3 separate regions of the Drosophila melanogaster genome follow, and all the other regions are linked to region 1. Evidence: chromatin contacts called from public Hi-C and targeted proximity ligation data. All regions are on one chromosome and are shown on one strand. The core of a region is the stretch at or near the end of the contact, and the rest is flanking DNA. Distances in the headings are between cores, read along the strand shown.

Evidence for each region. Hi-C and Micro-C count contacts between places; a contact is called where the count stands out from the background.
Region 2: a targeted proximity ligation map of the Kc167 cell line shows a contact between it and region 1, with 5 times the contacts expected there. A contact is called at or near these places in 2 of 107 Hi-C or Micro-C datasets (the Kc167 cell line and the S2 cell line) and 1 of 7 datasets of targeted methods (the Kc167 cell line).
Region 3: a contact with region 1 is called in a Hi-C map of the Kc167 cell line, with 4 times the contacts expected there. A contact is called at or near these places in 3 of 107 Hi-C or Micro-C datasets (the Kc167 cell line and embryo) and 2 of 7 datasets of targeted methods (both in the Kc167 cell line).

The regions. Positions count from the first base shown.
Region 1 is chr3R:26,228,175-26,231,988 of dm6, forward strand. It overlaps CG12290, which reads left to right and starts at 2,074. Exons shown (of 1, transcript NM_001300611.1): 1 at 2,074-3,814. The coding sequence starts at 2,531. lncRNA:CR44320 (long non-coding RNA:CR44320) reads left to right here. Exons shown (of 3, transcript NR_125267.2): 3 at 1,483-2,094.
Region 2 is chr3R:26,459,786-26,463,599 of dm6, forward strand. CG5455 reads left to right here and starts at 1,742. Exons shown (of 7, transcript NM_143224.4): 1 at 1,742-1,861. CG14238 reads left to right here. Exons shown (of 7, transcript NM_143223.2): 3 at 1-53; 4 at 110-308; 5 at 361-429; 6 at 491-694; 7 at 755-1,196. The coding sequence ends at 962.
Region 3 is chr3R:26,438,655-26,442,468 of dm6, forward strand. tx (taxi) reads left to right here and starts at 2,124. Exons shown (of 2, transcript NM_001300614.1): 1 at 2,124-3,082.

The DNA.
Region 1 (3,814 bases), core at 824-3,323:
CACACTTTAAAATGCCATAGATAATGTCCACAGAGAGATCTTTAGATCGGCCCAAAGTAAATATGAATTAGTCGGGGTCTTATTGACTCAGCGTCACACGCCGTAGATGGATGGATGTTCCGTTCCGCTCGGATGGGTTTTAGTTAAATGTAAAAGTTCGGGCATGTTGCCATATGATCGATGGCTGGTGGACGTTGATCGAGCTCCACATTGATAAGACTTTGTGTTAGGGGCGGATGTTTGAGCTCGTAGGGGATAAGTGGTCGATAAAATTCGATAGAAAAAGAAAATTAGAATGCAATTAATAAAAATTAACGTTTCTCTTGATCTTTGCGAAGACAAAGACCCATAAATATATTTTAATTAAGACATTGCATAATTTGAATACATAAATCTTGTCGTGACGATTCTTGGGGCAAATTAGCAATTAAACGCGCCATCTTTATCGGCAATCATTCATTTCGCATCTTCTGGCATTTTCACGACTCGTTTGCGGGCATCGCAGCTATTAATAAATATATATCTCCTGGCGTAAGTAGGGCATGCAAACGCCGCTCAGACCTGACACAAAAAAAAAAAATGGCCCAGAAGAAAATTGCTTTTCTGTTGATTTTTCACAGTCTCCGGTCGCGTGTTCACAGAAAAAATATTCGGCTGGTGTGTTCCATAGAACTGTAACGGTAATGAAATGCACTGCTAAAAATAAAGTCATCGTGCGCTATACGCCTTACGATATTATTGAGAACTTTCATGGAAATATAGATAAATAATAGTGGAATTTAAAATACACATTCAACATGGCATATTTTATTGCATATTTTCCAAGAAAATATCTCAAACAAAAAAAAAAAAAAAAAACCAAAAACTTTCCTTGTGGCATTGACTTTTGGCTCGATGCCCCAAACTTTTTATGACTACTGGGAACCGAGTAGAATTTGCGATGAGCTCATTAGAGTCGATTCTCCGGTCATGTTGTAAGCGCCTGATCGTCGTCCGATCTGTGTACCGACTTCATGGGATAATGCGTAGTTATAAAAAGACAGTTAACTATAATCAAGAGCCTTCATGTGAAGCGGGCGTGTAGGGCTGAGTGGGTGTGGTTCCAATGCGATTTAAGGTAATTGACTATAAGTACCCATGACGAACTTCTGGACAGTTCCCCAGTGGAAAAAAAAAACTGGATTTATTTCTTATCGCAAAACTTGCGATAACCAATTTGTATATGTTCATTCAGGGAGCGTGCCGATTTTTTAGTTTGCGAAATTGAGTTGTTATGTTTTCTGAGTCATTGTCGAGCGGGTTTTGGTAGCCGGGGATTAAATCTGCTGTATCATCTTGGTCCAGCGTTTATTTCTATTTGCTTTTAATTTCACAATCAAAACAGCAATAATAAAACCGTGCCTTATCTTACGGACATATCTCCCCAAGCGTCGTCTCGCTCTAATTTGGATTTTTCCTCTCTCTCTCGCTCTTTTCTTGCAGCTGGCGCCCGACGGTGGGAATTTCATCAGCTGTTGTTGTTGTTCATTTCACAGCAGCAGTCGGCCTAATAAAAATGCAATTTTTATGGTTAAGAAAATAGTGCGCGAACGCCGTTGTGTTGCACATTGGAAATTGTGCAGAAGCCAGAAGAAAATGTGTCTTGGAAAATGGAAAAGCACGAGCAGCAGTAGCACCAGCAGCAGCTATAACATTGAGCCAGTGATGTAATACAGAGCAAAAGTGAAGCGGCGGCAATTGGCATTGCAAAAAAGAAACAGATTATACAATTTGTGTTGCTGCCGCACTGAACTAGGACAACAGCAGCAACAACAGCAGCAGCAACAACAACCACTAGTGATAAAGACCGGCTGGCAACAGTGCAGCGGCCACTTGCAGCAACATAATTTCAAAGTCGGAGCGTGGGAATCGCAAATCACGGCAGTGGCAGCAACAACAGCAACTGCAGCAACACTCGAGCACTCGTGGCTCTCCGGATCGCTCATTTCGCTCGCCGTTCTCGCGCTGGCGTTTCTCCGTTTCGCTCGCACCCGCCTGTGGAGCAGTCGCGTATATTTGGAGGCGTTGGGGCGAACGCTCACGACAGTTGTGCTTGGAACGCTTCGGAGTGAAGATCGTGCTCGTCCGATCGGTGCGCGTGATAAATACACGGCGAACAAAATTGAGTCAAGAGTCAGACGGTCGCAAGACAATTGACAAGACACGAAAAATCATAATAAACACAAGTGGAAAAGCAACTGCTTGAGAGCAAAAAAGAAATTGTTTTTTACAAATCTCGCACGTAAATTAGCAAGCGTTCGCAAGAAACAAACCGCATACAATACTGAACACAAAAAAAAGGGTATTCAACAAAAAACCAAAAATATTTGGCTGCAAATGTGAAGAGACGAGAGACAGCGGATATACTACCGAGTGAAATTTGTGTCATAAGCAGAGCCAAAACAAAACCGAAAAGCCAAATTCAATAAAAGGCCATAAGTGACTGTGAAACTGTAAAGTGATGTGTGGTAATCGAAAAACAGCATAAAGAATGGCCATAGACCTCCTGATCCTGGCCCTGCTGCTCGTCTCGTTCCTGATCAACCTGCTGGCGCTGTGTGCCTTTTGGATAACGCCTGGCTTGAGGACCACCGCCAATCGCTTTACGATCAACCTGCTGGCCATCAATCTCATTGGTTGCTGCATCTTGGCCCCCACTTTGTTCCTGGGACTGCCGGGAAAGTCTGCGGAGGCATCCACTTCCAACGCCGAGACCCTGGAGTTCTTCTCGAAGCCGGGAAACCATCAGGTGATACTTCGTCGCAATGGCCAGCTGGTGGAACAGGACGGCGTGGTGGTGCGAAGGAACATCAGCGAAAACGGCGATACGGTGGAGACCTTCTTCAAGTGCAATGCCACCTACTGTCGCGAGTTGACCATCGATGAGCGCGGAGATGGTGGCTTTGTCATCACGGAAACCGAGACACACGAAGAGAATCTCTCGGCCTTTGAGAGCTTACCCACGGAGGCTCCCATTTTGCCGCCCGTCCAACTGAGATGTTGGTCCATAGACATGACTGCTGCGCTGGGAGCTCTGGCAGTACTGCTCGTGGTGGGGGACACCTGGTGTGCCGTTACGGATCCCCTGCGCTACCACAGTCGCATTTCGGGCGTGAAAACCTGGATCTTCATAGCACTCACCTGGGTGGTGGGCATACTCTTTGGAGCCCTTTCCGCCTTCCGAGTTTTGGACTTTGAGGCGGACGCCCTGTTCAGCAGACAACGCCGCCTGGCAGTCACGTACTTCAACATCAGCAGCACCAATAGTATTTTCGGAGTGGTGTACGCCAGTGTCTACTTCATCGTGATCATCCTCCTGCCCTTCGGCTTCGTGTGCGGAATGTACTGGAGGATATTCAGTGAGGCGCGCGGAAATGGGCTGCGCATGCGCCAGAATGGCTCTTCGCCGCTGCTGCAGAGCGCCTTGAATCTGACGGCTGGCCAGCAGGCGGCTCAAGCCAACCAGTTCTCCAATAGCTTGTGTGTTCATCGGCATTCCATATCCTCGGCCAGTTCGCATGGCGGCAACAGCAGCTTGGGCTTGGGCGGTCTGCAAATGCAAATTGATCAGCGCCAACAGCCGAGGAGTTCGCCCAGTTGTCTCCGTCGGGACTCGGCCGCGAAAGTACTTTTGCCCACCATCTCGGATGATGGTGGCTCAGATGCGGAAAGTGGAGCCGGAGTTCAACTGATGCCCGTACAGGAGCACTCACTGTCAGATAGAAATCAGAACATTATGCTTACTCTGCAAACAGCCAGTGGTGAAATAAAGAGG
Region 2 (3,814 bases), core at 492-2,991, 230 kb after region 1:
GCTGATTATCTTCCAGTACAAAATCATTAACTACATGAACGTCTTCTTTACATGTACGTATTATAAATATTTTTATGCGTAATTTTATTACTTACATATATGTTATTAGGCAAAAACTCGTTGGTGATCATCCTGCAGCTTTATCGGCTATATGTGGTCAACGCCGAGTTCTGGAAAAATCGGCGTGAAAGTCGAATGGCCAAGTCACGTCAGTTTCAATCTCGTCGAAAAGTGCAGGATGCTGATCAGAACAGCATTTACATGATATCCAACGAAAGGGGTGGTGATGTCAAAAAGAAGATCAAAAGGTAGGTGTGGATGTAATTTAGATCCTTAATGAACTGCATCAACTATTTATAGGGCCAAGGACAAGGACTATGCGGAGCAGGAGGCGGTATACAGTAAAAAGAAGAAGGACAAGAAGGACAAGTGGGTCTTGAGCTCAACTGTGACATTAAAAAGAGAATTTAGATTAACCCACTGATTCCAGGAAGAAGCGCAAACGCAAGGATACTGGCTACTCCACGGCCAGCTCGCAGAATCTGTACTCCACGAAGGCGAGTGGCACGGACAAGGACACTCGCCGCAAGGACAAGAAGGGCAAGAAGTCCAAGCGCACCTGCAGCAGTTCACCCAGTGACTGCGACTTGGCCAAAAAGCAGAAGCGCAAGAACGCGGATAAAAACGATAAGAAGTAGGTAATATCTCGGGACTTGGCTGGTTATCCTTTGACTTATGATCCGATTTCCCGCAGAAAATCCCGCAAAATTGAGGCAGTCGTGGAGGAGTCGAGCAGCTCGAGCAGCAGCAGCTCCGATTCCAGCAACTCCACTCTGCCCAGCTACGAGGTCATCGACGAGAAGAAGGCCAGGCGCAGGAAGCACCGCGGAAGTAGTAGCGACACCAGTTCCGGGGACAGCAGCTCCTCCAGCTCCTCGTCCTCCAGCTCGGACTCGTCGTGAATGAGGCACTTTTTTGGCACTAACGCCAGACGTTAGGGAATCGATTTTTTTGGCAGTCACTTGCCAGCATTCAAGTGGCTGCGCCGCTGCTCCGGGAGCTCAGATTTGTAAGACCCCAAGGGGCAGGTCTATAATTTGATTGCAAACACACCGAGCGTTAATCATGAAAATACCACATGCTTACGCTTTTACATTAAAATGTTGTGAGATACAAAAGAAACTGCAGTGAGTTTTAAATACTTTTGAAACATTTATCTCTTCGCATTTCTGCATTATCTCTTCTGCATTTTGCACAACATTTTTATTACAAATTTGATGTATAATTTAATAGTGCTGAAACTCTGTGCTCCTTTGAATATTTTATATTAATTAACATGACATCTGCACGAAAATATTTTAAGGCTGTTTGTAGGCTTCCAAATAAGCTAGCATTTGCTATTTTCTTGATTAGTGCTCGATATATTTTGATATATTTGTATAAGCTACACTATGGCATATTTGAATGGATAATAAATACGCGGGCTCCACAGCGATAAGTTGGCAGCTCCGTTGGCATTAAAATGGAGCTCTCTTGATTAAATTTTCAACGTGGGGAAATTCTCTTAATGCTTTCTCTTTGCCGCATGAAAAGCTTAGCAACGCGAACTGCTGCTAAACTTTTGTTGACACACAGTTAGCTGTGATATTTGCCGTGAGTGTGTGTATGTGTGTGTGGGGTTTGGGGGGTGGGAGGGCTCTAGTTGGAGATTTCTCGAGAGCGTGTATTTTTGTAATAGCACAATAGTTGCTGCCGAGCGTCCAAACGCTGCGGACGCGATTTTCGCTTCGCTCCTCTCGGATTCGCAACGCTTTTCGAAAAAACCTCGCGTAACGCCAGAAGCTTTGTTGTTGTCGAGTGTGTAAGTTCAAGAGTGTGTATGCGAATGAGTGTGTGTGCGAGTGAGCGTGCTTTGTCGGATCCATCGCATATATACTTGATATATAGACGCACGATAAATGCCTATTAAGAAATGTTCTTCGAAAAGAACTCTTGAATATATCTGCAAGTGCCGTCTCTCAGTGCCCATCAATAAATCACGGCAGCTACATAGCATATACCATATACCCCTCAAAAAAAAAAAAACAACAACAAAGGTTCCCTTTGGCAGACTTTATTAACTATTAACCGGACAAACAAAAAACAGTTGTCAAGCCGATTAAAATTTAAATGGCTATAATGTGGCGCAGGTGTGAATTTTCTGTCTTTTTTTTTTGCTCTGTGAATAATTCAATTAATACTTGACAAACCTTTGGCAAATGGACTCATCACAGTTACAGTGCGAATTGCCCCGACAAATTGGCTCACCCCACACACAAATTATATATGGTATATATAGACAAATATATATATGTATGTATATATACATACAAGGGAGTGCACTGGATAATCTGGAACTCGAAACACGTTCGCGGCCTTAAAGTTCACAAATTATGGCTCCTTTTCCGATTCTTTTCGTTTTCGTTTTCATTTTCGTTTCATTACCTCTTCAAGCGCATTTTTATCTGGGCACGCGTAGTGAAGGTTAAGGCTTCCGCGGCTTAAAGTTACAACTCCCACGCCCCCTCAGCACGCCTAGCCCCCCTTGGGCACCACCCCCCGCCCCCCACACGTGTTGTTTTGTTTTCGGTCGTTGTTGTTTTGCGTTTAAGACACCTTAGTCGTCTATGTATGTATGAAGAAATACAAAACCACAGCGGGCCTCAGCAGCTTTTGTCCGAGAATAATCCCGCTCTTTGGGGGAGTCTTTGAGACAATGATGGGGCTCTCTGCTCTCATTTGCCGGTTTTCCACTGAGAGACCGAGTGTGAGCAACCGCGGGAAAAGCAGCGAAGCGAGAAGCTCTCTTACAGAGAGAAAAACAAGGAAAACTCGAACTCATTTGCATACGCGGGTTTTTTCCTTTTAAACAATTTGTTTATTTAACGATTTAGCTATGTACAGACAGGTTAGCTAAAATGAATCTTTTGAACCCACGTTTTATTAGGGAGTATATGATCCAAAAATCTATAAAGCATAATAAAAAATACAAATTTTTTATTACATTACAGGGCGCTATTTCTGTTGGGAAATTTCTTAAAGTAATAAATAATAAGATCAACGATTTGCTTCATTTGCTCGCTTATGTTTATACACATTTCGTTGCCATGCCACAAGAAACTTGTTCAAAAATAAAAAAAATCATTTGATGAAGGAGATACATATTTTCCATATATTTCCCCCGTGTAATAATTTATGTTTCAGTCCGTTTGCCTTTCATACGATAGACCAAAGTCCACACTTGGCCAGCGACAGTTGCGAGGGCTCAATCAAACCAGTCCATTGAAGGATGGTAATTAATATCTGGTGCGTTTCTTGAGGTATTTGGTCGAAACATACTAATTAGCAGAGAGAACGGCTTGTCATAGATACGCCAATACACGCCAATAGCCACCCACTCAAGGTCGTTGGGGGTCAAGGCTGCCGCCGACGGTACAGTTCCTCATCGTCATTATCGTCAGTAGCATCACCAGACAGAACATTTTCAGTATGGCCTGATCCATGCTGTGCAGACACAGATATACATAATCTAAATGAATTGCCGCCTCTGGCTTTGCATAACTCGTTTGCGAGCTGGTTGTCAAACAAGTGGTATGGAAATAATACAAATGTATTTCCAAATGTGAAAATGATGTGCAGCTGCGGGCTAAATCTTTTGTTTGACAGTGGCGGGAAATGATAATCATTTCAATTGTTTACCGAAATAAATTGACACTCTTATTAGTTATTACAAGCAAAACGCTGGATAATGAAAGTGGGTGATAGGGGACATTTA
Region 3 (3,814 bases), core at 874-3,373, 210 kb after region 1:
ATATTAAGGCAAATGCGATTTCCGAAGCTGGCAATTAAAAGCCAAAGCCAAAGCTGAAACTCAGAACATTTGCATAAGCAATTGAGCGACATGGCAGGTGGAGCAGGGGCATTATTCACGCTCAAATTAGATTAAAAGTAATGACAATTAACGCCATAAAATTCTAGTACTTAAGTAGCAATTAGTTAAACTTATATAAATTCAGTCTTTACAAGCATGCATTATGGCAATTATTAGTGTAAAAGTGCGAGAAATTATTTAAAACTGATTATTTTTTAAAATGTATATATTTTATTACCACGTTTTCAGCCCCTTTTGGCCATGCCCATATATTTTTGGACTTGGTCACAAAACAAACATTCAAAAGTGACGTTTGTTTTTTTAATTATGGCTCGCTTATTCATGTTCTTGTCTTTGGGAGTCGTCGTCGTTCGGCAGATTAAGCTGTCAGCAAAGAAACACAACATTTTGGCCACTTTGTATGTATTTTTAAATACGCTCAGTTAATCAAAAATATTCGTACATATATAATTTGATTTTCAGCTCCCTTCGCACGCAAATCAAATTAATGTTGCATGCGTTACTTTTCCACTCTCCTAAAATGTGTGACGACCTTGTGCCATGAAAAATGTATGCTTTCTGGGCATGAAAAAAAAAAGAATCATAATCAAATTTAACTGTTGTCATCATGATTTATTTACTCAAGAACAAAACACGACAAACGATGACGAACTCGCCTTCAGACAGAAGACAGAAGCACAAAGATAAATTAATCGCCAGTCAGTCACAGAGTCGATCGGTCTATTGCCCGAAGTCATTTATTCACAAATGCTCGTATATGAGTATATCGGGGCAAACTCGAGATTTAAGCCGGGTATGTCGTCATAGCTACAATAATGAGAAAACAACTTGTTTTGCCTGCAGGAGCAAATCCATTTTGCAATTATTTGCCTGTTTCAGTTAATTATAATTATTTGCGAAGCAACAAAATGCAAGCAAAAACAAACTATACAAACATGACTCTAAACAATATTCTTTGTTGAAAAATAAAAAAAAATCGGGTTCCAACAACTGAATTGTGACTTTGAAATCAGCTTAGCACTTTGAAATTAGACGCTATGTGAAAACAACTTGAGAAGTGCACACACCCAATACATCTGAACTGAAACTGATCGAAACGAATTAGAATAAATTATAAAATCCAAATATATGGACAGGAGTCAAAAGCGTCGGCTATCAGATACCCATCAAAAATATTTTAATTACAATTTAAATTGCTGAAAATTACTGAACACCACGTTTCGAAGAATTGTTATTATATATATTTATATTATCTTACAGGAAATACTTTAAATACTTGTCATGAATTAAAGTTAAAACAACAAAATTCCACCATCCATTCTTAAAACACTTAAATGACAAACAAATGAGGAGATTTCCTTGAACTTTACTTCGACGTGCCTCATAATTCGCCACGAAATCCAAGTTGATCCAAATAAATACCAAGAATGAGTATCATTTATGGTCTGGCAACCAAAGTTCAACCTTAAAAATGGAGATCCGACACAAGTCAAGCTTTGGTAGCTGATACCATCTCAATCAAAGGCGAATAAACATTTTTAACTATTTTCAAGTGAGCTCAAGCAATGTCTGACTTGTACAAATGAATGTCAAGCGCTGCTGCAGCAGCAAATAAAATTAGCAATAAATTTAAATAAATAACTGCCTGGCGATATTAGATCATACGAAATCTCAGGGGGCCGTCTACGCGTACTCGTGGTAGCACTCAAAACACTCGAAACGAAACCGAAAATCCATCCGAATCGGAAATCACTCAAGAGAGTGCGCCAAAGACCAACTGGGACCGTACTATGCGATACAGTACGATACGATACGATCCGATACGATACGATCCCATCCGATCCGGCCAACGCAAAAAGCACCCACACATCGGGTGGATGTGGATATTTGGGGAAAGAGAGAACTGGTTTCTCTTCAATGACTTTGTGCTGAGCTGTGCTGTGTTGTGTTGTGTTGTGCGCTGGGCTGTTTTGTGTTGGCGTTGGCGAGCGCCAGTGGGTTTCTCGGTTTATTGGTCGTCGCTGAGAAAACGAGACTGTGCTGCCTTTTAATGCGGCATTTCATTCATTGATCGTTCCAATAGCGCGCCGCACGCTCAGCGCAGCGGACAAGTGAGCCAAAAGTCCGACTTCCACTGCCATCGCCGCCCACCTGAGCCGCTAACCTGGCTAACGGAGTCAAAGCCAACTGGGGGCAGTAGTCAGCTGATTTAGCTGCCACCGCATCCCAAGCCAAACCAAGTCAGACCATCCCAGCGATCCGCGAGATATATCTATTCAGTGCACAGCCGACAAGCGCAGCAGGCGGACGCAGCGCAGCATTTTCTCCGTGTATTTTCGTATGCCATCTCGGGATATTGGATACAGATACAGATTCCGAGATACAGATACACAGAACGCGAGCGACGCGCACTCATAGATATTTTTAGCAACCGGCCTCACGCACACCGCCGCACACATTAGTACCGCCGCACTGACACACGCGGCTTGCACGTTTTCACGGAAAATCCATTCTTCGAGGCTTTTCCAGCAGGCCCAAGATAAACACAACTCAAGAATGCGCGAAAACCGTACCGAAGTTATTATCAATAGTTAAACCAGCGGCGCAATCACAACCGCAACAACCACAACCACCGCAATATTAATTCAAACCAAAACAAGTTCCAGAAGTTTTTGAGGAAATAAAAACTGAAAACAAACCTTTTTTGTTGTGTTAACATGCCAAATTTATGCATGAGCTAATAACTTTAAATCCGAAAAGAATAAAAAAAAGTCCAAACAAAACAAAATTCAAACAAAGATCGCATATCAAAATTAGTTGGGTGACTAATTAGACAGCGCGTTGTCGGAATTTCAATTTGCATACTTTGGCGCAACTTTAATGAACCAAAAATTAAAATAAAAACATCAACAAATCTTAATCAGAGTGCACAACTGAATTCAAATCATCCTGAAAGACCAATCCCGCAGCCATACATTGTTGGATTTATGAAATCAAAAAGGTAAATATACCGCCGCCATTTATCAGACATAAGCGTTCAGATATAGAAAAGATATAGAAGATCTGCCCGATCTCTTGTTGCCGCCCCAATAAAAATAGACAAAAGGCATTCCTCTGTCCAATCACGTTAGTGGCTGGCAGATGGGGCAGGGCGGGCTTTTAAGAAACTTCTGAAACATTTATTTGTCCAAGGTGTTGAAAAGCCAGATGTGTGCAGGGGAAAATGTTTTCGAGCTGCTCAGCAGGGAAAACGGCGACGACAGCCAGTTGTCAACTGATTTTCAAAGGTTACCGAAGGGAAGCAGCAACTTGGCTGCGTTTGTTTGCGACCAAAGTAGGGGGAACAGTTTAATTAATGTGCAAACAAAAGCTGTGAATTCTCATCATCAATGAGAGTCCCGCTTAACCTGCCACTCACTTTAAATCTGTGATGTGCTAATCAACGCCGGCATTTATTTATTTACTTTCATTTTCGCCATACCATTCGGCAACAAGCACTATGTTTGCCCAAATAATCGAGTAAAATTGGTTTCTGGCAGCCAGTCAATCGCCGATTTTAATTTGGCATTTATTTATTTAATATATTAATATATTATTCATTTTGTCGAAAGCTAAAATAAACTAGCATCTCATGGGCTGACTCAATACATGATTAAAAAATGTTATTCGTCATAAATATTTTATGATTTACAAAAAAAAAATTCGCCAAAAATACACGCATTAATCGAGTCAA